4 separate regions of the Sus scrofa genome follow, and regions 1, 3 and 4 are each linked to region 2. The links are chromatin contacts, called in public HiChIP or PLAC-seq maps. All regions are on one chromosome and are shown on one strand. Each heading gives the region's core, a stretch centred on a gene start, on an enhancer-like site or on the middle of the called end of the contact. The rest is flanking DNA. Distances are from core to core; before and after follow the strand shown.

Region 1 (2,842 bases), core at 287-2,786, 410 kb after region 2:
TGCTGTCTAACCTAAGGAACAGAGATCCCAGCCTTTTGACAATGGGAGAACAGTCTTGGCATAGAGGGTGGCAAATGCTATGACTCCGAGGCATATGAGTTTCAGGAGCGACCCCATTGCCAGTTGGAGCTTAGAGAATATGGTACAAACCAAGGTTGGAGATGAAGGCAGGCACCAAGTCGTACCGGCTCTTATAGGAGTTGGGTTTTTCTTCCCACCTTAATTACTCAATCTGAAAAGATAGTTAAGGACCTCAGTGTGTGTACAGAGAGAGAAATTATGAATTCCACCAAAAAGATGACAGTTGAAAGCCATGAAAAAGACCTAACATCTACATGTGCTTTAGAAAGTCTCTAAATGGAGATTCAGATTTTAAGGTAATTTGAGCAGAATGCATTACTCACATTATATAATTATATTCCTCATAATTACAGTTGAGGAATTCTGTGTCACACTTCTAGGAATCAGTACTAGAACCCGCCTGTACTCTGGACGAAAAGATGCTCTGGCGTTTCAGAGCGCCCTGTGCTTCACTCTGCGTTCCTCAAGTTAGGGTATGGCTGTGGGAGGTCAGCCAAGAGGAAAGAACCTAGGACTCAGGATGTGCCAAGTGGGAAGACAAGGGCCATGTGGGAAGACAAGGGGGAAGACCAGGGCCATGTCAAAATGAGGGGCCATTGGAGACGAAGCCAGCTGGCATCCCAACACACAACTTATCCTCGTGCTTCATGTGTTTGGAAAGAGAAATCACAACTGGAAACATGTCTAAACATTACCTCTCAGAAATGGAAAGAATTGACAAGAAGGCAGATCAGGAAAAGGAAACATAAAAGCAAAATAGTAGAGCCCAAAGAGAAGTTAAATGTTTTCCAGTCTGTATTTGGTAAGGTCTGAGTAGTAATAGATTAGTTTTAAAAGGGAAAGCAATTTCCTAGGCTCATGTCAGGTTGAGGCTGAAGACTTTAAAGATGCATTTATTTATTTCCTCCTCCTCTTCTTTAACAGTGGATGTTTGAAGTCATGCTAAATGGCCTTTATAGACCAATCCATAGATAAGTGACTTTTCTCTTTAGCCTCCTTCAGGGCAAATTTCTCTGCAACATCCTTTGCATTCTAATTGGTTTAACTAAACTCTGAAGAATTTCCCACTGATGGGTAAAGCTTCTCCTTAGAAGTGAACTACAGCTAATTAGCTTCAGCTTCTCCTGGACTCCACGAGAGGCTCCTGACAAAAAGAGACAAAGTGTGAATGCAGTTTTCTTTTGCATTTCTTTCCAATCCTGCTGGGGGTTCAATTGAGGCCTCTATGACCAGCTGTAATACAAGTATTTTGTTGGGAAGCTTGAAGGCCTGGAAAGTGAATGTGCTTCTCCCACTTTCAGTTCAAGTACAGTATTCTGGTCCTGGCAGCACAGGAGCAGCAGGTGTGTGCTGCAGAATAGCTGGCCACTGGTCCTGGCCAGAGAAGGAGCCTCTTCACAGCAGTAGGACGTTGCAGTATCACTTAGCCTGTCTGAAAGAACCTATTTTTGTTCCTATCCATGCCCTGATAGTAGAGTTCAAACTAATTTTGGGTCTGCTGATGACCATATCATCAAGAGGATATCAGCACAGGAAGCCAAGAAGCTACCATCTGTGCTGTGTTTATATCTCAGGAATTATTTACAGGGCTGATTACTCGGTTCGCTGTACCTCTTGACCTTCTAGTGTTGCACTAAGAAAGGTGACTAACACTTTCTTCAAAGTCACCTCACTTTTAATAACCCGTATAATTCCTGCAATCCATGGTATGGGGTCAAAGGAGTGAACAAATTGCTTCACCAAGTATTGACCTCCCACGATGCTTTATGTGGTCGGGGCATCATGAATGATCATTCCCGATGAACAGAAGGTAGCTGTCCCCAGCGCTGTGCTGGTAAACGTCAATGACTGGCTCTCTAGAGACAAAATACCTGATTCGCCACATTTGCTGATTTCCATAGTGGTATATTAAGAACAACTTTATAGATTCAAAAATTTAGATGAAGTGGAGAAATTCTACAAAGGCCAAAGTGGCAAAAAGTAACTCAAAAAAAAAAAAAAATAGAAAACCTGAAAACTCTATGTCTATTAAAGAAACTGAATTCCCAATTAAGTCCTCTCATAAGAAAACTTATAGGTCCAAATGACATCATTGGAAAAGTATATCAAATAGATAAGGCAGAAATTAACCCATCTTACACAAAGCCCTTCACAAAATAGAGGTGGGAACACGTCCCAATTTTATTTTTGGAGGCCTGCATTATCCTATAACCCAAATTAGAAAATGACATTATGAGAAAAAAATAAAAAAACGAACTAGAGGTCCCCGTACTTGATGAATAAAGATGGAAAAAATTCCCTAACAAAATATCAGCAAGTTGAATCCAGCAATACATAAAAATGATAATATATAATGACCAGGAATTAAAGGTTAGTTTAACATTAAAGATCACGCAATATGATTCCTCCTATTAACAGAATAAAGGAGAAAAAATATATGTTCACCTGAAGATATGCAGAAAACGATCTGAAAAAATTCAGCACTCATTCATTATATACATAACTTAAGAATAGGAGAGATTTTTCTCAACTTGAAAAAGGAAAAATCTCCAGGTAAAATCACACTGAAATATTGAAACAATGAGCACTTTCTCTAAGTGAGGAAGAAGGCTCTCTCTTCCTCACTTCTAGTCAACATTGTGCAATAAGAGAATAGAAATTGTAAAGAAAGAAGAAAACTGTCCTCCTTTGTGGATTGTGTACATGTAAAAATCAAAAATAGTTTATAACTACACAAACTACTAAGTGAATTTAACATGGT
Region 2 (2,808 bases), core at 219-2,718:
GAATGGATAGGCAGAACAGTGCAGGGTGTGCACAGAGAGCTAGAGAAGGGGTCCTGTCATGGTGACATAGGCAAATGAGAACTGCGTCATGCCTTGAGTAGAGTCATAGAGTCCAGACACAATGAAAAAGGGTTAGGTTAGGAATGCAGAGCAGATCGAAGACACAGATGTCTATGGTGAAACTTGCTAGTTTCTTTTAAATTCTATTTTTTATTTTTTTGCCTTTGTAGGGCCACACCTGCCGCACATGGATGTTCCCTGACTAGGAGTCAAATCAGAGCTGCAGCTGCCGGCCTATGTCACAGCCACAGCAACGTCAGATCCCAGCCACATCTGAGACCTACACAACAGCTTGTGGCAGCACCAGATCCTTAACCCACTGAACAAGGCCAGGGATCAAACCCTCATCGGCATGGATTCTAGTTGGATTCTTAAGCCACTGAGCCTCAACGGGAACTCCCAGTGTCCTTTTTTAAAAGTCTTTTTGGTTACATGTATCAGAAAGCAATTAGGCTAATCTACATACAGATATTTATTATAAAGATGCCAAGTCATCTTCAGAACCCGCTGGAAAGAAGTGTAAGCAGCCCTCTTTTGACTCTGTTTTACTCTGCATATTTGTGTTTTCTTTTCCCCTCAAAACTAACTTGTTCCAGTTCTCCTTGCAGATGACCACCACTGCTCCAAAATGCATGGCTGAGCCCAGTTTAGATGTTGACTAGCTTCCCTTAATTCCAAATTCCTAAGAGAAAGAATATAATTGTCCAGCTTGGAGCTCTGACGCAATCTCTGATGGAGGTTGGGGGTTCCTGGTGAGGAGTTACTTGAGCTTCCCGTTGTACAGACGCCACAGTGTCCTGGCCTCCCAAAGGTGTTTACCATGACTGTCCAGAATTCCATGGGTGTGTTTTAATCCTGCAATAATATCAGTTTGCTGTTAATAAGGATGGGAAAGAAGGGATTAAATATAAGGGATTTCTTATCCCTAGCAGCAGGGCCAGTTTCAGACACATAGGGGTATCGGCCTCAGGAATGGCACTAGGATGGGGTGGTCTTGGCAAAGCTGAATGGAAAGAGGTGTTCACAGAAGACTGCATGAGGCAATACACACTGGTCCAGGGTCCGAATTCAGGGACCCACGGGGATGGCTTTTTAGAATAACCCAGGCCATCGTATGTATGCTGGCTTTCTCCTTTAATGTGGAGATGGGTGTGGAGTTCTTAGAGAGCTAAGCAGAGACCTGACCATTTCCAAAACATGAGAGGAAGGCTTCAACTTCAGAACATTCCCAGGATTATTAATCAATTTCCCTGATATTTACTATGTGCCCAGGGCTGTCACTATTGCAATGTCAGGGCTCAGGGCTATGGGGACAGAAAAGCCATCGCTCAGCTGTGCGGAGGAACCTGGGTTCAACTGCGGTAGACAGTCCTTTCTGGGGTCTGAAGGGAACTTGACGCCAGGAAGTTTCCAGTCTCTCTCAGCCTCCCTCCCACAGCTCAGAGGAGCGTGTGCTCCCTCCGCCCTCCTCTTCTGCCTGCCAGAATTTCCAGATTTGTTCTGTTTTGCAGTTGAATCAAGCCACACTCAATTCCAACCCTAGCAGAAGGCATAAATTAACATTTTATTATGTGTACTTGTTAGGGTCTCTTAAAGTAGACATGCAAATGTGAGGCTCAGGGAGTCAAGGAGGGCATACCCAGATTAACTGAAAATAAACCAGGTGGCCCTGGCCAAACCCTTGGAAAGCAGGACCTCGCTGAGCTATCCTGGGACAGATACTCACCTCAGCTTCTGCCCCCGGTTGTTTACCCTGGCCCCTGGCCACTTCCTGCTCCCTTTGGCACCTGGGACCTCCCTGTCCAGCTGCCATTGGCCCATATGACTCCCGGTCGACTTTCATTTACAAGGAACCAATTTCATAAGCAGCTGTAGGTGAGCCTTTTACGGGCCTCTGGTGAGTGAGTGAGAGGCCTCAGGGCCTTCTCCATCAAGCAGCTGGACAAATACATCTGCCTTGGCCTTCCACAGGGACCAGGCTATTTTGAGGCTTCCCTCTGATTGGCTCTTTCTGTTACTGTGCCTTTAATTCCAGCTTATAGCCCTTAAAACCTTATATAATAGGAACTTCAAGCTAGATGGAGTTTGATTGGATTTGGCTTGGCTCTAGTGGAGTAATTCGTAAAACCGTAAGTGAGAACTACTTGATATGCCCCTTTAGCTCTACCAGGAGAACATATAAATTGTTCTAAGGTGTTTCTTTTCTGAATGCTGATTTCATCATATGCTTTTGTGTATCAGTTGGGGAAAGTCGAACAAGAGGAAGAGGGAAAGAAACTTTTCCTCATTGCCGCTTTAATTTTCCAGGTGTTCTTTTGTACCCTGTGTATTTTACATTGTTATAAATCCTCCTTCTTGTAAGCCTGAGTGGACCATGCCATGCAAACAACCAATGAGAGAAGGCAGTGAAGGAAAGGGAGACTGCAGAGCCTTCCAGAGTCTATCCCAGGGCATCAGTGATTGATGGGAAATCTTGGTTCTCATCTCCCCTCTTAAGTAGAGGAGCTAGCTTGATTCCAGTGGCCTTCTGCCAGCGAGCATGTGCACAGTGAGCATGCCCAGGGTAGGCTATTTGAATCTCCCTACCTTACAGGTTACACAAGAAGCCACCTTCCAGCTGGTCTGGTATAGTGAGTGTGTCTAGAGATGCCTCCTTAATCCCTGCCCCCACTCCGCTTCCAGGGGAAGTCTACCTGACACCCCCACCCTTTGGCTCTTATGAAGTCCACGTGGATTTCTGAGTGTTCA
Region 3 (2,700 bases), core at 175-2,674, 470 kb after region 2:
ATTAGTGAATTTAAAATGTTTCCAATATAGGAGTTCCCGTCATGGCGCAGTGGTTAACGAATCCGACTAGGAACCATGAGGTTGCGGGTTCGATCCTGCCTTGCTCAGTGGTTAACGATCCGGCGTTGCGTGAGCTGTGGTGTAGGTGCAGACGCGGCTCGGATCCGCGTTGCTGTGGCTCTGCGTAGGCAGTGGCTACAGCTCCGATTGGACCCTAGCCTGGAACCTCCATATGCGCGGGAGCGGCCCAAAGAAATAGCAAAAAAAAAAATGTTTCCAATATAAATGAATGGGTGTGCAAGCTGGAAACCCAGACATACTGCTTTTTGAAATACTCTTCCCTCTTTCCCCCACTCCTCTTCTCTCCCCATCTTCCCCTGTCTCTCCTCCAACCCCCACGGACATGTTCATGACAGTAGTGTCTGAGTTATGTTTAGCTATTGTTTAGGATGGTCAAAATACTCAGCAGTTTGTTTTAGCATCCTTGTGTGTAGCTAGTGATTTTGATACGAACAAATTGCACTTTATTTTTTTTTTTTACGACCACACCTGCAGCCTGTGGAAGTGCTAGGAGTGGAATCCAGAGCTGCAGCTGGGGCCCACACCATAGCCACGGCAACACCAGATTTGAGCCATGGTCTACCCCACAGCTGGTGGCAACACCAGATCCTTAACCCACCGAGTGAGGCCAGGGATCACACCCGCATCCTCACAGACACTATGTCATGTTCCTAACACACTGAGCCACAATAGGAACTCCACACATTGCACTTTGAAAAACCTAGGTCTCTCCTAGGATAAAAAAGTGGACAGAAATTGAATGACTCCAGTTTATAATTTTCTGTTCTAGTAATTAAGTCTTATTGTTAACAAAATGACTGTTTTTTATAAATAAATGGGGATTTGTTTTTAATTAAATTACGGGAAATCGCTCTTGTTGCCAGCTTTAATTAAGAGAGAGACTACGGTTTTAATGGCTGTATTGTCTCTGTCTAAAACTGTAAATCCAACAGCCAGAAATGTACTGCTTTCAGTAGGAAGGAACCAAGATGTGACCTGACAATCCTCTACCCCTACCTTGAATATACGTAGGCCCGACCATCAGGGCTGGGCTGGGGAGACGGGAGTGTGTGGCTATCTCCATGGAAAAAGTCTCCAGATGTTCACACATGAGTTTCTTGTAAAAGTTTCATGTGAAACTATTCCATTCAGTCATCTGGTCATATTATAAATGTCCTCATGAAAGCCTTCTGAGTAAATACAGTTAAAAATTTTTAAAAATAATAATAAAAATCAAATTGCAAATCCTTTCTGGGAGAAATTAAGAAAATCCTCACAAACGCCTCCTCTGCCATTGCCTCATGTCTCAGGCCTGCCCCCCTCACTCGCTCGCATGTGTTATCTGCACGGCCGCTGCAGGCATCTGAGCTGTGACCTTTGTCCTGCAGTCTCATGCTTGGCGATGCCATCCAGTCCCAGGGTCCTGCATCTGTTGCTTTGGAAGGCTCACAAATCTGTAACTAGAGTGCGATTTTGCTCCCAACTTCCAGCCAATATCTCCACCTGCTTCACTATCCTTCCAGCACCTTAAAGACCTCACAGAGCACACATCCCAACCAGGACACGCCATCTTTTACCTGAGCCTGACTCTTTCCCACATCCCTATGTCTTTGCATGAGCTTCCCTCTCTATGCCCTCCACAGCCTGTCACAAGTGGGGACAGGAAATCGGTGTAGTAGGAAGTTCACAGGTGTGGGGACTGTATAGATCTGGGTTCAAACCCAGGCTCTACCACCTACTGGCTACGTGCCATTAGGCAACTCTTTAGGTCTTCAGCTCCTTTGTGTATAAATGGGGGGATTATTTTCAGAAATCAAAAAAAAGTATGAAAAATTGTTGTGTAATATATTGCTCATACCAGACATATTGGGAATGAAAGAAGTCATTGTTACTGAGAAAGAGAGAGGAAGGAAGAAAGGAAAGAAAAAAAGGGAAGGGAGGGAGGGAGGAAGAAAGAAAAAAAAAGGGATGGAGGGAGGAGGGAGGGAAGGAAGGAAGAGAGAAAAAAAGGCCCGAAGTCCGATTGTGCCCAAAAAAGCGGGACCCGTGTTCACCCTGTGTTCTGTATTCTGATGTGTCAGAGGAGCGTGGAGCATGTCTTCAAGACTCTTGCCCTCGCTCTGCCTTCCCACCATCCCAGTGTTTGCCTCCAGTGTTTTCTGAATCTGCCCTTCCTTGTCCTTCCTGCTGCCCCCAAAGCCGTGTTCAGTCTCTGTCACTGGGAGGATAGTAAGCCTCTCTTGACTGGCATTTCTCTGCTCTGTTGCATTCTATGTACTGTTGCCAGATGAATCTTCCGGAATCACGTTTCTTAAACCGTTCGCTGCCTCAAGACCCATTAATGATGTCCCATTGCCCTTTTAGCAGAGATCAAACTCCTTGCATGGCATTTAAGAGTCTTCCTGTTTGGGTCTGATCTCTTTTTTTCAGACTTAATTCCAAGCACGATCTTCTACCTATACCCAAATCTTGGCCAACCCAGCCATGCCCCTCTTCCCTTGTGCCTTTGCTTACGTGCCCCTCCGACTGTACCTCCATCCTTTTTGTCTCCACTGTTGAAATCTACTTTGTCTTTCATGCTGAAGGTGACCTCTTCCAAAAAGCCTTCCCCAGTATGCCCAGTGAGAAGCTCTCCCTCAA
Region 4 (2,700 bases), core at 54-2,553, 320 kb after region 2:
AATTGTAAGATAGGAAGATATAAAAATTTTAAGGATATCACATGAACTCAAAACTTTATTAAGGACCCAGTAAGAAAGACAGCTCTTTAGTAGATCTGCTACTTAATTTTGCAACTTTATGAACATGTAGCATGAATACACAATTTTTTAAAAATGCACTCAACTTTTACATAAAGATAAAACTAGAAATTTTCAATAATAAATAGTTCTACGTTAGTAGAATCTTCTTGGAATTATCTTGATTTGAGGGACATTAATTTCTATTAGCATAATTCTAAGGCCAATTAGAAAATACCTACTGGGTTTCTTTAAGACTTTGGTTGGAAAAATGCAGCAAGACATTCAGGAGTTGCTACTTTACCTCTAACACCCTGCTTTCCCTGCCCCCTCATGCCACATTCTCTGACTCACATACTATTTGCAGAGGACACCTGTTTTAAACGGATCCACAGGAAATACCTATGTTGTCTTTTCATAATGTGACCCTGCATCTGGTTAGCTGAAATGTGATCATGATTAAAAAAAAAAAAAAAAAGCTGCCCACGGACTGAAGCGACTTCAATGTGACCACACTTACTGGGAGGTGGAGGGAATCCAGTTTATATTTATTTTCTTCCTATTAAGCCCTGGTAGTGTAGTGTAGGAAAAAAATAAGTAAAAGGGCAAAAACAGTTTAAAACCTCAAATGATTAGTATTAAATTACACACACAGGTTTTACATCCAGACTCAGGACAATCTGCTCTCAAACTGAACGAAATCTCTTAGCAGAAACTGTTAAATAACAGATTTGACACTCCTTCTAAACAGGGTTTTATTTATAAGCCTCATGACCAAAGTCCATAATCTGCGTTGTTATATACTCATAGGATGTTTGTAAATCTCCGGTGGAAAAGGGCAGGGCGGTCTATCAAATGGAATTGGTAAGGGAATTTTATAGATTAACAGTAGTCGAACACCAAAATTCCAATTGGGCTCAAAATAAAACAAGTCACTCGAGGGCTACCAAGGCGCGGCGGGTTCAGACCCCTCGTGAACGCTCCCATCGGTGCCACTCAGTCGGCGAGTCCCCGGGGTCCCTCCTTCCTCGCGGGCTTCCTGTCCCCCGCGCCCGCTCAGCCCGGCTGATGCCACAGGCGGCGACCCGCGCATTCGGCGCGCGCTCCCGGGGTTCGGGTCGCCCTCGGAGGCCGCCCACCTGCTCTAGGGACGCCGAGCGGGCGTCCCCGGCCGGGTCTCTGCGCCGGGCAAACGCTGGAGCAGAATGACGGAGATGACGAAAGAGCTGACGCCACGCCGCCCACCCGGTCGCCACCGGGGCCGCACACGCCGCCCAGCCCCGCCCGCGAGGTGGACGGGCCCGATCGCTCACGCCCACGCCGGTCCCGCGGGAAGCGCCCCGCCCCGCCCACTCGCCCGCCGCAGGGTTTCCCACGGCCCCCGCCCGCCCCCTGCGCCTCACGCCCGGCCGCCCGCCCTCCCCGCCGCCGGGCGCGCCCAGGCCTTGCGCGAACATGGCGCTTGTCCCCTGCCAGGTGCTGCGGGTGGCCATCCTGCTGTCCTACTGCTCTATTCTGTGCAACTACAAGGCCATCGAAATGCCCTCGCATCAGACCTACGGAGGGAGCTGGAAATTCCTGACGTTCATTGATCTGGTAAGGCCATCCCCCGCCTACCCCTGTTCCTCCTGCACTCCGAGCCTGTGTGTGTTGGTGGGTGTGCGAGCACCTGCGCGCGCCTGCAGCATCCACCCCCGTCCTCGTCTCTTGCCCAGTGACCGGGTCTGAAGGCCTGGGTGCCCCCGCAGCAACACCTTCTGAAGCACCTAACCTCACCTGGTAGCTGGGCACGAGTGGAGGTGGGGTGCAGCCAGGTGGTAGGCTATTTGGAGGGAGAAACACACTTGCTTCTAAGAGGTGATAGGGGAAGATTCTCAACTTAGCAAATGGATCCGACGACCTTGATCATGAGTGGCCCGCATTGGCCCCCAACGTGCTTTCCAGAGCACCCACCGTGGGATCAAGTTGCAGCAGCTGAAGGAAACTGGGTATTGTTTTGGCGCTTCCTCTGAAAGGACCAAAGTCCTCCTCATAAAGAAGAGAAAGCTCATAAAGAAGAGCAAGTGCCTAATAAAGTTGTCTTCTTTGCATCTGTTTTTTGCCCATTGTCAGTATTTACTTTCAACCTCCCCCCCTAAACATTAGACCATAGAGAGTTTCAAAATGCATTTGCACTGTGACTCTACACTTTTCCATATCTTCCCATATAAAAGTTCGCAGTAGTTTGCATAAGCAGCTCCTCTATTGGCACAACATGACAACCTTGGCAGTTGCAGTTGTTTAGTTTTTTTTTTTTTTTTTTTTTTAATCCACTTCTGGCACTAAAAGGGCCAGAGAATCAGAACATGAGCATAAGACCCAATAGGGACATGGGTGGAGCCAGGGAACTTGAAGGTGAAAGGTGACTAAGACTGGCTCAAACACACACCAAAAGATGATCAAGCATGGACAGAGAAAACAGAAGCAAGGAGTTCTAAGGACTAGACAAAATGTAGAACCTATTCCTGGATTGCCAGTACTGCCTAGCCAAGATTATACAGGAGGTTGGCCACCTGAGCATGATTGTAATCTCTTAATTGTTGACCCTCCATTTTGATGAAGAGAACTTGATACCTGTTTTGAGATATTTCCAAAGGCTTAGGA

What was found. HiChIP or PLAC-seq counts read pairs in DNA pulled down with a chosen protein or histone mark.
Region 1: a contact with region 2 is called in an H3K27ac HiChIP or PLAC-seq map of skeletal muscle, with 7 times the contacts expected there. The contact joins two enhancer-like sites. A contact is called at or near these places in 1 of 47 Hi-C or Micro-C datasets (embryonic fibroblasts) and 1 of 2 datasets of contacts at active chromatin or transcription factors (skeletal muscle).
Region 3: a contact with region 2 is called in an H3K27ac HiChIP or PLAC-seq map of skeletal muscle, with 6 times the contacts expected there. The contact joins two enhancer-like sites. A contact is called at or near these places in 2 of 47 Hi-C or Micro-C datasets (fibroblasts and retroperitoneal adipose tissue) and 1 of 2 datasets of contacts at active chromatin or transcription factors (skeletal muscle).
Region 4: a contact with region 2 is called in an H3K27ac HiChIP or PLAC-seq map of skeletal muscle. The contact joins the promoter of AIG1 here to the enhancer-like site in region 2. A contact is called at or near these places in 12 of 47 Hi-C or Micro-C datasets (embryonic fibroblasts, epiblast stem cells, fetal heart ventricle and 7 more) and 2 of 2 datasets of contacts at active chromatin or transcription factors (alveolar macrophages and skeletal muscle).

Annotation. Positions count from the first base shown.
Region 1 is chr1:22,069,750-22,072,591 of Sscrofa11.1, reverse strand. The region is part of intron 2 of AIG1 (androgen-induced gene 1 protein); the gene reads left to right. Among named protein-coding and RNA genes, the nearest start is that of AIG1, 94 kb to the left of the region's middle. Within about 2 kb of position 1,536, at least 3 of the 83 cell types and tissues checked have an H3K27ac peak or open chromatin away from gene starts, as enhancers often do. A contact at or near this core is called in skeletal muscle, where this site is marked.
Region 2 is chr1:22,483,496-22,486,303 of Sscrofa11.1, reverse strand. No RefSeq gene overlaps it. Among named protein-coding and RNA genes, the nearest start is that of HIVEP2, 240 kb to the right of the region's middle. Within about 2 kb of position 1,468, at least 21 of the 83 cell types and tissues checked have an H3K27ac peak or open chromatin away from gene starts, as enhancers often do. A contact at or near this core is called in fetal skeletal muscle, omental adipose tissue and skeletal muscle, where this site is marked.
Region 3 is chr1:22,011,280-22,013,979 of Sscrofa11.1, reverse strand. All of the region lies in intron 3 of AIG1 (androgen-induced gene 1 protein), which reads left to right. Among named protein-coding and RNA genes, the nearest start is that of AIG1, 150 kb to the left of the region's middle. Within about 2 kb of position 1,424, at least 5 of the 83 cell types and tissues checked have an H3K27ac peak or open chromatin away from gene starts, as enhancers often do. A contact at or near this core is called in skeletal muscle, where this site is marked.
Region 4 is chr1:22,163,681-22,166,380 of Sscrofa11.1, reverse strand. AIG1 (androgen-induced gene 1 protein) reads left to right here and starts at 1,303. Exons shown (of 5, transcript XM_021072473.1): 1 at 1,303-1,653. The coding sequence starts at 1,513.